Regions from separate parts of the Sus scrofa genome. Here region 2 is linked to region 1. The links are chromatin contacts, called in public Hi-C maps. All regions are on one chromosome and are shown on one strand. Each heading gives the region's core, a stretch centred on a gene start, on an enhancer-like site or on the middle of the called end of the contact. The rest is flanking DNA. Distances are from core to core; before and after follow the strand shown. Region 1 holds the start of PRPF19 (pre-mRNA processing factor 19). Region 2 holds the start of CCDC86 (coiled-coil domain-containing protein 86).

Region 1 (3,939 bases), core at 1,043-3,542:
CTATCCTTAGATAATCTTCATTTCCTTTGTGGGAAGACCAAGGTTGGGGGTGAGTGGGGAGGAACTTGAGATCAAGTGCTAGTGCTTGCCTGTCATATTTACTCCAAAATCAATTGCCCTGAATCCTTTCTTTCCCTTCCTCTGTCTTCCCCTTCTCCTCTTCTTCTCCTCCTTCCTCTTCTTCTTTTTTTTTTTTTTTTTTTTTTTTTTTTTTTTTTTTTTTTTGGCTGCATCCAAGGCCCATGGAATTTCTTGGGCCAGGGATCAAACCTGCTCCACAGCAGGGACCCAAGCTGCTCCAGTGACAAGTCTGGATCTTTAACCCTCTGCACCACAAGAGAACTCCCTAAATCCCTTCTATTCTCTAAGGCACTGGCTTTGGAAACTCAAAAGTCTTGGAAGGGACCCCCCCCTTCCTCCATTCTTCTGTCACATCCATAAGCTCCCCAGCATAGGGACACGTCTGGTTTTGCTCAATGCCAAGTATGGTACCTAACTGGCACAGAGTGGGTCCTCAATAAAGATTTGTTCAGTGAATGAATTATTGGGTCTCTCTCCTTCCAGTCTGTCACCTCTCTAACCCACACAGTAAATATCTTCCAGAGGAATCTTCTGGAAATGTGGCTATCACTCCATAGCTGATCAGCTGTTCTGCTGTTTACCCAATCAAAGCTAACCACTTCTAGTATAACGCCCTTCCTAAACAGATCCATTTTATTTTATATTTTAATATTAAAGTACAGTTGATTTATTATGTGCAAAGTGATTTAGTTATATATATATGTACTTTTTTCTCAAAAAATTCCGTTATGGTTTATCCCAGGAGATTGGATATAGTTCCCTGTGCTATGCAGTAGGACCTTGTCAATCTATTCTAGCTCTGATTTTTTTTCTTGTTATGGCCATACCTTTGGCATATGGAAGTTCCTGGGCTAGGAGTTGAATTGGAGCTGCAGCTGCCAGCCTGCACCACAGCAACACAGGATCTGAGCCACACCTTTGACCTACACTGAAGCTTGCACTGGATCCTTAACCCACCGAGGGAGGCCATGGACCCATATCCTCATGGACACCATGTTGGGTTCTTAACCCATTGAGCCACAACAGGAACTCCAGTCCAACTATTCTAAATATAGTAGTTTGCATCTACTACATCCAAGCTCCCAGTCCATCCTTCTCCCTCGGCAACTACCAGTCTGTTCTTGTCCGTGGGTCTGTTTTGTATATAGGTTCACTTGTGCCATATTTTAGGTTCCACATGTGTTATTACGTGGTATTTGTCTTTCTCTTTCTTAGTATGATCATCTCTAGTTACATCTCTGTTGCAGCAAGTGGCATTATTTTGTTCTTCATTATGGCTGAGTAGTATTCCACTGTATATATGTACCACATCTTCTTAATCCACTTATCTGTTGATAGACACTTAGGTTGTTTCCAAGTCTTGGCTATTGTGAATAGTGCTGCAGTGAACATTGGGGTGCATGTATAAATGGATCCATTTTATTTCCTACCACATCTGAGTACTTAAAATGCCTGGCATTCAACCAACAATAGTTGTGACAGTCCTGCTATATTTCAGGTACTGTGTCAGCCTCTTAGAAACAACAATAACCAGAACAACTGTGGTTCCTGCCATCATGGAATTTACAGTCTAGCGGAGAACCCAGCCATCAGAAAAGTTTTTTCACCTATCAGCATCCGCGCCTTCTTCCTTGGACCTTTCAAAGGGTACTCCGAGAAACACTTGTCAAGAATCACGTGGGAGCAGCCATGGAAAACGCTCTCTTCAGCGGACCCCAGGAAGATGCGTTTTGAGAAGCGGGGTAATTCTCGCTCGCAACAGCGTTTGCAAGACTACGATCCCAAGGCCCCCCCTTCCCGCTCCGGTCTCAAAAGAGTCGATTGGTTTAAAGTTTCTGAGTTGATTGGTTTAAAAAATTACTGAGTTGATTGGATTAAAACTCCCACTGCATCACGGGAAATGTAGTTTCGGCTCTCCTTTCCCCCAACCCCAAGAGAGCTTTACGAAAGGAGCCGAGCGGGCCCGGAAATAGCCGAGTACTTCCTGGCGCGCCCTTTCCTGCCCGGTTGCATTCTGGGAAAGGACAGTTTCCGTTAAAAGCTGGAGGCTGAGGCGCGCGACCAGCCGCTGTCCCACGTGAAACGTTGCGGGAGCATCGTCCAGCGGGGTCGCTCCCCGCTTGCGCGGAGCGTCCCGGAAGCAGCGGGGAACCGGAAGTGGGCCCCGCGGGCTCAGAAGCTGATCCGAAGCCAGGTGTGAGGAGCCTCGGAGCGCAGCTACGGCAACATGTCCCTGATCTGCTCTAGTGAGTATCGCCTGTGGCCGATCGCTGGGCGCAGGAGGCCACAGAGCCGAGTGGGAGGATCTGCGGGCCTCTGCGGCGCCGGGGCGGGGGTGGAGGTGAAAACGCGGCTCCCGGGGGGGCAGGGCGGCGGCCTGTCAGCCCCGGGGGTCCTCCTCCTCAAGCGTGGGGTGCATTTGCGCAACGCTTCACAGTTTACATAACGCCTCAAGTGTATTGTCGCAGGCAGCGCCGAGGCCACCCACCTTGTTTGCGCAGTTGAACAGAGGCCTGGATAGAGGGAGCTGGTGCAGGGGAAACAGCTCTGCTGTAGAAATTAGGAAATGCGAGGGCTCGTGCAGGATCCGCCTCAGATTGGCTTTGTGATGTGGCGCAAGGATGCGGGCCTCAGTTTCCCCATCTGCAAAATGAGGGCCTTGGCACTGGATGTTGTCTGAGGCCCTGCTCGGGTAGGCAGAGCTTCTGCAATTTGCAAAGGTCGGACAGTGAGTTACAGGCTGTGACAGGGCTGGGAGCCAGGGACCTGGCTTCCAGCCTCACCCTTTACGGACTGCTGAAAACAGCGCACTTTTATAAAGCCTCTGTTGATTTACAGCTCGTTTGCAAGACTGTGATCTTGTTATGTTCTCATTTCTCCAGAGCAGAAATAAAGATCCTGTTTTACAGATAAGGATGTAAGGCTGAAGCAGAATGTGGCTTTTGTAAAACAGTACAGCTAGTAAGTGGTAGAGCTGGGTGATGGAGTCAGGTTCTCCCTGACCATGAATCTGTGCTTTTTTCAAATGCCTTGACCTGTCTTTCCTTTCGGTATTTTATTGTGATATTTTGTACTCATTGTTATTGGGTTATTAGTCTCTCATCCTTTTCTTTCTTTGCTTCCTAACTCTCAGGCCCTTTACTCCTCTCAGAACCTTTCCATAAATCCAAAAGAAAAAAAAAGGAAAGAAAGGGGGAAGGGAAATGTGACTAGATAAAGGAAAGGTACACCTTAAAGAAATTATAGTGTGCCAAGTATTTTCACATTCATTGTTTCAATCTTAAGGAAGCCCTTAAGGAAGCTCCATCCTTCCTCTCTTTGGCTCATCTCTTAGATGTTTACTGAGCGCCTGCTGGGCATCTGCCTTGTCCTGGAAGTCGGAAGCCAGCTATAATCTCTATCCTCAAGGGTGTAAATGATACCTCAGTTGGGGGTTGTTGTGGGGATGATTTAAGCAATGGGAAGTGTTTACAGGCTGTGCTTGGCACCTAGTAAACACCACGTAAATGCTTTCTCTTATTATAGCACTTGTCACATCTCTTTGAGAATCCATCTAGGCTTTAGCCTGAGGTTTAAGTGAGGTTTGTGTGTGTCTCCCTGTTCTGCAGTGTAATGGGTACCTAAGCATCTTTGTTCAGAAATGAGACGGGCAGAGATTATTGACTGCTCTCTAGGTACCTAGCATTTAGTCGTTGTGTAGTAACTATTTGTTGATTATTTGACTGTCAGGAGGCTGATGGAGCAGCTAGTTAGAAGGCTGGAAAGCGTTCTGGGTACAGACCAGAACTGGCTCTTGGTGTTCTGGTTGATTCTCATCGGTTGAGTGTAGGCCTCTGGAGGCTGGTAGTAGGTGAAGCA
Region 2 (3,939 bases), core at 374-2,873, 54 kb after region 1:
GCTTCCATGCACGGACTCTGGAATCCAATCTGTGCTCGGCTTCTGCCTCTACCACTCATGCAGCCTCCTTGAGCCTTGGTGCCCTCGTATGTACAACGAGGATAATCCTAACAGCTTCATGGGGCTGATGTGCAGATTAAATGTCAAGATGCAGGAGTTTTCCTTGTGGGGCAGTGGGTTAGGGATTTGGCATTGTCACCACAGCGGCTTAAGTTGCTGCTGTGGCCCGGGTTTGATCCCTGGCCTGGGAGCTGCCGAAAGCTGCAGGCAAGTGAAGCCAAAAAAAAAGAAAAAAGAAAAAAAAGCCAAGATGCATGCTTCTACCATTTGAAAGGCCCTTCCCCTAACCAATCCTTACTAGAGGGCTTAGCAGCTTTCTATATTGTCAGTACTTGGTAATGCCTTTTATTAAAAAGGCAAAAAAATGTAACATAATGGTAAATACTGTTTTACTTGCTTCTGCCTCCTTATTAGAGAGGGCAGAGTCGAGGGTAAATGTGTGTTGAATGAACACACAGATGAGAAGAGGTCCACTGAGGGCATTCCTCCCCAACATCCCGGTGCATCTTACCACATTCTGATTATAATTACCTGTTTGTGTGACACCCCCACTTTTGTGAGCGCTCTCCAACCCAGGGGGCTATCCCCAGGTTGTGCCCAGGCCCAAGCACCACACAGAACCCCATGCCCGCCCAGGTGTCGCCTACTTCACCTCTTCTTTGAGCGGTCCTTCCACACTCGCCCAGACTTGGGCTTCCCCTTCGGGATAACAGGAACCTCCTCTTTCTTCTGCTTTTTGGACGCTGGGGCCTGGACTGAAGAACTTTCTCGCTTCTTTGGCCCGAGGACGTCTCTCCCCCTTTCCCTGGATGGAGCTGGCTTGCTTGGCTCGTTCTGATCCTGTGGGGAACCGGGTGACTGGAGTGGCAGCTCCTGCAGTGGCAGCTCCTGTAGTGGCTGCGAGGGCTCCAGATCCGGCGCTTGCTGACCGGGGTAAGGCTCTAGTGACCCTGGGCCCAACTGCAGCTGATGTTGGGGAGACTCCGGGGTCTGCTCCGCCTTACTCCCGGCCAACTCCGAATCCGCTTCTTGGTCCTGGGAGAACTTTGGTGACTCCCCATTTGGCTTTGACTGAAGTCCTGGGGTTTCAGGACTCGATTCCGGCTGCCTTTGGGAAGACTCCAGACCCGGATCTCGCTGACGCTGGGGGGACCCTGGGCCCGGCTCTGGCTGTCTCTGGGAGGACCCCAAGCCTGCCCCTTCCTGTAGACTGGGTGAAACTGGAGCTGTCTCTGACTGACGTCTGGGGGACCCCAAACCTGGTGGCTGCACATTCCGAGGAGACCCGGGCTCCCTCGCTTCTTCTGGGTGCGACTCGAGCTCCACAAGGGCCCGTCTCGCCTGCAAAACTGGGGTGGGGTTCTCGGGGGATTCAGGCTTTAGTCCTTCCAGCCGCCGACTGCGCCTGAGAGGTGTATCCATGGCACCGCCAGAGTTTCTAAATCCAAGCCCACGTGCAGCTTCTGGGACTCCCGGCGCCGTCCTATGACGTCAGGAGACGCCACGTCTGTGTAGGGCAGGAGGGGCTGTTGCTGCGGAGGCCATGTTGGTGATGGGCAGATAGGCGGGTACAGAGGAGTCCGGGGCGGGCGGGGCCTGGGTTTACTAGGCGCATGCGCAAAGCGTTTTGGCACGTTTACACGCGATTGATGAAGGAATGTCAGCTTCAGATCGGGGTTTGTCATTCCTGCGAACCCAGTCTCCGGGGAAAAAGAGTGTGCCGGTGGAGGAAGGAAAAGGGGTCCTGTTTTCGGGAGAGAAGAGGATTGGGAAAAGATCCAGGGAGCTCGTAGGCAAGGCTGGGTGAAAACTGCCAGTAACTCCTCTGCAGTTAGGGGTCCTACCCAGTTTGTGCCTCAGTTCTCTCATTTGTAACACGGGTGCTTTTACACTAGTTTAGTGTATATAAAATGATCCTGCCAAAGCATCCTGACTGCCAGGGTGAATGCTACTTGGCAGATCCTGAAGGTGGGAAATTTCTTAAGCCCAGTGTTAAAAGTAATCCTTGCTTTCTCTTCTCCCATCCTATGCCTAAATGTAAAATCGATGGCTCTCCTTTGCAACATTTTCAGCTTTCTGCATGAAGTTGGAGTATGGGTAAAATGCACCATCTGCGGCATGCCCAGGCCCTCAGCCCCTCTGCACACCTTTTCTGGTACCCCTTCTGCCCTAGTTCTAGAAACAGAGGTCGGATTGTCTCTGGGTTTTATTTCAGCCAAGACAGCGGTCCTTGCCCTAGTATGTGAACTTGTCTCCTCCCTCCTTTGCGTGACACCCAGTTGGGGGCTTTGAGTCACTCAGAGCAGACGCCTTTCTTAGGAAGAACATCTTGGCAGTTGCCCAAATGTACCCCAGCTCTTCCCTAGTGTATTTTTGGAACTTCCTGGGGATGGCGCTTAGGCATCCCAGGGTCCTGGTTCCGCTGTCCCAGCAGCTTCTTTTAGACACTATTGTTTCTTCAGCTGAGGGGTTATGCGTGGGCCTGGGAAGTTGTCCAGAGGTGCTCAGGGGGCAGAGGAGGAAGGCCAGGCAGACAGCCAGGGCCCTCAGCACTGAGCTCAGCTCCCACCTGCCGAGTCACTCTTCCAACTGTCAGATGGGGTGCAAGGTGACTTGACTGCTGATCAAGAGGAGATGAGGAGGAGGAAAACATAGGCAAGGTTCCTGGAGGATGGAAAAGTGGATTGAGGATCCTTTAAGACCTCTCACCCCTTGGCTGGTGCCACACGGCATCCACAACATATCTTGATGAATCTAGCGTTTTGAAATCCCAAGGGTACTTAAGGGTTAGGCGCTGGCTCTGCTACTCCACTACCCTTCCCTGTTGTCAGAAAGTTGCATCCCTGTGCTGTAATCCCGTGTCAGTCCCTCCCTTCCGGGCCACTTTCAGGGGCTCCACCCACAGGCTCAGTGCCCTCATGCCCCTTGCTCCTGGACCAAAGAAGCCTCTGCAAGGAGGCTATGTCTCGGTGCCCCAGCACAGCGGTGCAGGTCCCCACTGCAGAAGCAGCTCAAACGCTTCCTCACCCATGTCTTCCAACCCTCAATTCTCAGTTCCCTAATTCCCTGCCCCAGCCTGGAGGCTATGCCAAACCACACCGGGCAGGCGTTACCAGGGCTGTGGAGGAGATTACATGCCACTGCACTGCCCCACCCTGCCCCAGGTCCCCTCAGCTGTCCTCACTTCCTGAGCTCCCAGCCTCAGCTGGAGGGACCACTCTCAGATGCCAATTGGATTGTATCTTGGTTCTGCTTAAAATACTTCAAAGGGAGTTCCCATTGTGGTGTAGCAGAAATGAATCTGACTAGTATCCATGAGGATGCGGGTTTGACCCCTGGCCTCAGCTCAGTGGGTTAAGGATCTGCCAGTGCTGTGAGCTGTGGTGTAGGATGCAGATGAGGCTTGGATCTGGCATTGCTGTGGCTGTCGTATAGGCTTGGCAGCTGTAGCTCCAATTGGACCCCTAGCCTGGGAACTTCCATATGCCTCAGGTATGGCCCTGAAAAAGCAAAAAATAAAATGAAATAAAAATAAAATACTTCAGAGGGTGGAGTTCCTGTTGTGGCTCAGTGGGTTAAGGACCTAACATTGTCTTTGTGAGGACGTGGGTTCCATCCCTGGCCTCACTCAGTGCGTTAAGGATCCAGCAAGCTGTGGCACAGCTTACAGATGTAGCTCAGATCTGGTGTTGCCGTGGCTGTGGGGCAGGATGCAGCCATCGCTCGGTTTTGAACCTTGGCCCAGGAACTTCCATGTGCCAAGGTGCAGCCATGAAGGAAAAAAAAAAAAAAAAAAAACCAACCAAAAAACCTCCAGAGAGTGATCTCGGGTCCCTGCCACGTGGTGTGAGAGCAGGGGCTGCTCTACCAACATCCTCC

The links. A called contact is a pair of places that touch in the nucleus more often than the background predicts.
Region 2: a contact with region 1 is called in a Hi-C map of liver, with 6 times the contacts expected there. The contact joins the promoter of CCDC86 here to the promoter of PRPF19 in region 1. A contact is called at or near these places in 2 of 5 promoter capture datasets (fetal liver and liver), 16 of 47 Hi-C or Micro-C datasets (adipose tissue, alveolar macrophages, embryonic fibroblasts and 9 more) and 1 of 2 datasets of contacts at active chromatin or transcription factors (alveolar macrophages).

The regions. Positions count from the first base shown.
Region 1 is chr2:10,849,487-10,853,425 of Sscrofa11.1, forward strand. It overlaps PRPF19 (pre-mRNA processing factor 19), which reads left to right and starts at 2,293. Exons shown (of 16, transcript NM_001128457.1): 1 at 2,293-2,327. The coding sequence starts at 2,309.
Region 2 is chr2:10,904,573-10,908,511 of Sscrofa11.1, forward strand. CCDC86 (coiled-coil domain-containing protein 86) reads right to left here and starts at 1,624. Exons shown (of 4, transcript XM_003122668.4): 1 at 713-1,624. The coding sequence starts at 1,482.